2 separate regions of the Sus scrofa genome follow, and region 1 is linked to region 2. A link is a contact called in public HiChIP or PLAC-seq data. All regions are on one chromosome and are shown on one strand. The core of a region is the stretch at or near the end of the contact, and the rest is flanking DNA. Distances in the headings are between cores, read along the strand shown.

Evidence for each region. HiChIP or PLAC-seq counts read pairs in DNA pulled down with a chosen protein or histone mark.
Region 1: an H3K27ac HiChIP or PLAC-seq map of alveolar macrophages shows a contact between it and region 2. The contact joins the promoter of CWF19L1 here to the promoter of SLC25A28 in region 2. A contact is called at or near these places in 1 of 47 Hi-C or Micro-C datasets (heart right ventricle) and 1 of 2 datasets of contacts at active chromatin or transcription factors (alveolar macrophages).

Annotation. Positions count from the first base shown.
Region 1 is chr14:111,387,585-111,390,284 of Sscrofa11.1, forward strand. CWF19L1 (CWF19-like protein 1) reads right to left here and starts at 1,325. Exons shown (of 14, transcript XM_001929531.7): 1 at 56-1,325. The coding sequence starts at 78.
Region 2 is chr14:110,804,355-110,807,190 of Sscrofa11.1, forward strand. It overlaps SLC25A28 (mitoferrin-2), which reads right to left and starts at 1,277. Exons shown (of 4, transcript XM_003133165.4): 1 at 841-1,277. The coding sequence starts at 1,131. It overlaps LOC110256623 (a long non-coding RNA gene), which reads left to right and starts at 1,377. Exons shown (of 2, transcript XR_002338384.1): 1 at 1,377-1,660; 2 at 2,246-2,836.

The sequences.
Region 1 (2,700 bases), core at 75-2,574, 580 kb after region 2:
ACACACACACACACGCACACAGGCACACAGACGCTTCAGACTCAGGGACACTCACAGGCGCAGCGGTTTCTGAGCCATTCGCCCTAATAACCTGGTTACAACGACCTGCTTCAGCGAACGCACGCTCCTCCGGGAAATGAAATGCAGTCACACAGCAGTAAGCCGTCTGCACGCCCAGCCAATGAAAGCTCAGTTACCTACGGAGAGCGCAGAGGGACAGAAGCCTCTCTCAGGTCGTTTTGCCTCGAGGAGGAATCCACCAAAAGAGTGAAGGAGGAAGAGGGACTGACTAAAAGCATTCCGATTGTAACTTATTTTGGGGCAGTTGAAATTATTGAGCTGCTAAAAAGCTCCTGGCACAACAATGGCCCCAACCTAACCATGTTACTCTCGTGGGAAAGACAGACTTCTTCCACACGTGATCTTTGTAAGTTTCAAACTTAACAAAATGTCAAAAGAATAATGGCCATCGCCTGTATTCATAAGTGTCAACAAGTTGACAGATTTATTCTTCCCTCCCCGTTCTGTCCTTTGGAGTGCATAGCACTTTTATTGTCAGGGTCACTTGAAAGTAAATTGAAAACAGCAGGAGTATCTCAGCATGTATTACCTAAGAATAAGGACATCCTCTGACACAAAGGTAACACCATTAATACACCTAAAAAAATAAGCATTAGTTCAATAATATTCACCTAACACACATTTATATTTAAAAGTTCTTTTGTTCCCCCCAAATTTATTTTATACCTTTATTTGTTTTAAGATCCAATCAAATTTCTCACTAGGATTCTACTCTATCTTGTCTCTTTTAATCCACAGTAGCCGCCCCCTCACTCCGCCTCTAACTTTTTAGTTTGTTTTTCATGACATCGGCTTTTTCTGAGAATTCAGACCAATTGGTAGGTGACAACAGTTAAGGAGATGGAAACAAAGGAGAGTTCCTGACAATTGAGGGGCATGGAAGACTCACCATGGGCAGCCAAGCAATTAAAAATGAACTAAAATTTAAAATAAGTTCAGGGAGAACAAATTTCTGGTTTTCCTCACAACTACTACTATGCTTTTTTGGGAAAAATCAAGTTAACTCTCCCATAAATTCTGATGCCCCTGTACTGCTGGCATGCTAAAGATGTAATTTTTTCTACTTTGGGGGTAATATAGCACAGCCCAGGAGTGGAGATGAAAACTGAATCCTGAAGAAGACTAATAGCTTGTCAAACATGGGCAGGTAATAATTTCAGGAAGAGAAAATAACAGTAACATATGAAAACTCATCCATGGGATTGTTATATTTATTATTATTATTGTTATTATTATTTAGGGCCGCACTCGAGGCATATGGAGATTCCCAGGCTGGGGGTCAAATCGCAGCTACAGCTGCTGGCCTACACCATAGCCACAGCAATGCAGGATCTAAACAGCATCTGTGACCTACACCACAGCTTAACCCATTGAGCAAGGCCAGGGATCGAACACACAACCTCATGGTTCCTAGTCAGATTCGTTTCCACTGAGCCACGATGGGAATTCCAAAAATTTTAACATATATGGAATTCTGTGTTATCTTTACAATTTTCCAGCAAATCTAAATCTATTATAAAATAGAAAGTTTATGAAAAACAATTCATCCATGAGAATTTAAGTTTGTTCAAGATGGCTGAATACAGCATTAAGTGTCAGAGTAATACGAAATAATATTGCATGCATGCTAAGAAATCTGGCTTTAGGAAACATTCTTCTCAAGCGCACATGAAACAAGCAATCGTCATGCGTTAGGCTACAAGTCTTAATAAATTCAAGAAGACAGAAATTACATCAAGTATCTGTTCTGAGCACAATGGCATGAAACTAGCCTCTGGTAATAGGAGGAAAATTGGAAATTCACAAACTCGTGGAAATTAAATAACACTCTTGAACAACCAATGGGCAAACAAAAAAGAAAATCTTGAGACAAATGAAAATGGAAACATAACAAACCAAAATGTATGGATGAAGAAAGAGCAGTTGTAAAAGGAAAATATATAGCTATAAATGACTACATCAAGAAAAAAGAGATCTCAAACTAACCTAACGTTATACCTCAAGAAACTAGAAAAAGAATAAACTAAGCCCAAAGCTAGCAGAAGGGAGGAAATAATAAAGATTAGAACAGAAATAAATGAAATAGAGAACAATAGAAAAGTTTCATCAGAAACTAAGAATTGGCTTTGGAAAAGATAAAATTGACAAAGCTTTAGTTTAACTAACCAAGACACAGATAGGACTCAAATAAAATTATAAATTAAAGGAAGACCACAGAAATGCAAAGAATCATGAGACTATATGAGCAATTATCTGCCAACAAACTGGACAACCTGTAAGAAATGGATACATTCCTAGAAACACATAACCCACCAAGCCTGAGTCATGAAGAAATGGAAAATCTGAACAAATCAATAATGGGTGGAGTTCCCATTGTGGCTCAGTGGTAACAAACCCAACTAGTATCCATGAGAATGCAGGTTTGATCCCTGGCCTTGCTTGGTTGGTTAAGTATCCAGTGTTGCTGTGAGCTGTGGTGTAGGTCACAGATGCGGCTTGGATCCTGCATTGCTGTGGCTGTGGCACAGGCCAGCAGCTGCAACTCCAATTTGACCTCTGGTGGGAACTTCCATATGCCACAGGTGCGGCCCTAAAAAGAAAAAACAAAAAAAAAGAAAG
Region 2 (2,836 bases), core at 27-2,526:
CACATGAATCACATCCTCGTATGGATCCGATTTTATTTTCTTCACACTAACATCTACTTTCCAGTATTGCCATGCTTCCCTTCTAAGCAACTTTTCTCTTGTTGTCTACCTCAAGTGGCTAAAAAATACACCATGAGGTCCATTTCTCCTTTGAGGGCCACTGTGCTCCCTGCACATACACAATCCCCATCCCAGCTCAATTTTCATGGTCAGGAAATAGGTGGGGTATCATGCTTGCTGCATAGAGAAACCGAAACTTTTTCCTGAACATCATCTTTCCCACATTATTTCCAGTCAGGAACTCTGAATTCTGACTGCACAGTGATTTCAAATCACTCATGGGTTAAGATTTAATAAGGAAATCCTTTATCTAACTGAGAGATCCCAGATTCTGGTTCCTGCCCTGTCTCTTTTAAGGGAAAACACAGCAAGAAGCTTGTAAGAGCATTTGCCAGAGAACATCTCAAGCCATTAAGATCCTATTCAAGGTCTTCAGTAGGCTTCACCTTAATCAAGTTAGTAGCACTTACCTGCTCCCTTCCCACCCGACCCTACTCCTGTTTAGTCCCAGCAGGGATCCAGGCCTTTGGCTGACAGATTTTCTTTCCAGAGTCCCGATTCAAATCTCACTGAAGGTTAGAAAATGGTCCTGGTTCCTAACTGGAATCAATTCCTGACCGGAACCTTGCTTGCATGGAGTATGGTCGAATAGCGTGGCTGGTGACAGGAGCCAGAAAGGAACCCATGTCGGCTCCGGCTCTCGGCTGAGACCCTGACTCCGGACATGACCCAGGGGTCAGGTCAGCCCCAGGTTGGGTTCAGAACAGGTCCAGGTCTCACCTTGACGCAGTCGATGGGGTACATCACGCAGTGCTCCAGGATTCCTGCCACGGCGCCCGCCACCATGTGCGTGGTGACAGTGGCTCCAGCCGGCAGCGCCTCGTAGTCTGGGCCGGAGTCCGGATCCTGCCTTACCGGGGGCCTGCAGGCCCCGGCCTCCCCGCCGCTGGCCCCCCGGCCCACGCCCCGCTGCAGCCACCCTTCCAGCAGCGCCGACTCCCCGGGGCTCCGCCCCGGCCCCGCTGCCGGCCCCCCCGCCACACCGCCAGTACCCCGCCCCTCCAACTCCATCCACCCAGGCCAGCTGCGGCGCCCACCCCCGCTGCCGCCGCTGCCGCCGCCACTGCCGCCGCCGCCCCCCAGCCCCGTTGCGTCTGCCTCAGGCGCGGCCCAGGGAGCCCGGGGCCTCGGGCTCCCGCTTGGCCCCGAAGACACGCCCCTCAACCAGCCATTGGTGCAGCCGCCAAGATAGCCCCTCCCCTTAGTTTACGTAGAAAAAATATGTCTGTGGTATTAGTAAAGTTGCCTGTCATTCCTCCGCCCCGCGGCGTTGCTACTGCTTAGATCCCACCCCTTCCCCTTTGATCTTGGAGGTGTCTTGTTTATTGGCCATTTGATTGGCCGACATGTAAGATAAACCCGCCCTCCGACTTTTCTAGAGGGCGGGAGAAACTTAAGGCTAAACTTTGATAGGCTCAACCACTCTTGATACTTTGACCGCGGCCATTGGCCAGCACCACGTCGGAATCTGATTGGCTACAGCAAGAGGGCGAAGCGCCAGGGGCTATCGAGGCGGAATTTGGGCCCCGGACTGGCGCCGGTGAGGCTGTGGGCACTGCAGCCGGGTTTGGTGGGGTGAAGACGGGGGGGGTGGAAGGGGAGGGCGGTGCCAGGTTTTCAAGGTCAAACCGCTGACGGATGCCGTTAGGACCCGTTCTCGAGCCCCCGCCCCGAATCCCGAGACTCGAGGATCGCTTGCTGGCGGGTGGCCTTGGCTCGAGAGCTCTGTTCCCGCGGGATCTCTGGATGGCGTGGGGCGGGGCGGGCCTGGGCCGGGCATCCCCTGGCGTGGCCCGCCGACTTGTCGGTAAAACTGTTGCGACATGCTGGCAGCAGCCCGTTAAACTAAGGTCAGATCGAGAGTGTTGGTCCTTCAGGGCTGCGCGCGGGCGGACTCCTGAAGGCCTTGTGCTCTTCAGCCCCCAGTGCCTGGCACTGGGCTTGCCCCGCATTCACCCAGTAAACCCTGCAGTTGTTGAGTGAATGAGTTCTCCGGAAGCCTGCTGTTAGGTCCTACGCCAGGCAGAGAGCTGGAGGAGAAGGGAAATGTCGAAATAAGGCGGGATGATTCAGAGACGAAGACGGATGGGGAGGCCAGGCTGGTGGCAGCTGCCTATGTTTGTAGGGAAGCACAGCAACTATGTGGAAACTTGTCGGACGCACAGCTTGTCCCAGAGCTGACTCATTGGTGAACCCCTCCGACCAGTGACGGTTTCCTTCTGTGGTGAGACCGCTGTCCCTCCCAGGCGGGTGGGCTGGAGTCTCAGAGGAGAGCTCACTGGTTAGAGAACAGTTCCAGCAATTCCCAGCCTTGGGCACCATCTCCCGGACGGGACGTTGCGCAGGTGCATCGCTAAGAGTTGCCGGCTCGGTTGAGGAAGACAGACTTGGCCCACTTCATCTGCCCAGCTTCTTTAATCTCCCTTCACTGGAGCGTATTTGCACAGGTTCCCCCAGTGTTTCCAGATCTTCACTCCCTGTTTTACTGAGATGATGATGTAATTCTGAACTTTAGAAAAAAAAATCTGTTTCTAGCCTTTCTTTAAAGGTTTTTCTTTTTTCTCCCTAAGCTTAGCCCTTCTCTGCGCTTCCGGTTTTTTGAGTTTTGTTTTTGGCCATGACCCTGGCATACGGAAGTTCCCAGGACAGGGGTGGAATCTGCATCACAGCAGCAACCGCAACTGCAATGACAATGCCAGGTCTTTAACCCCGCTGA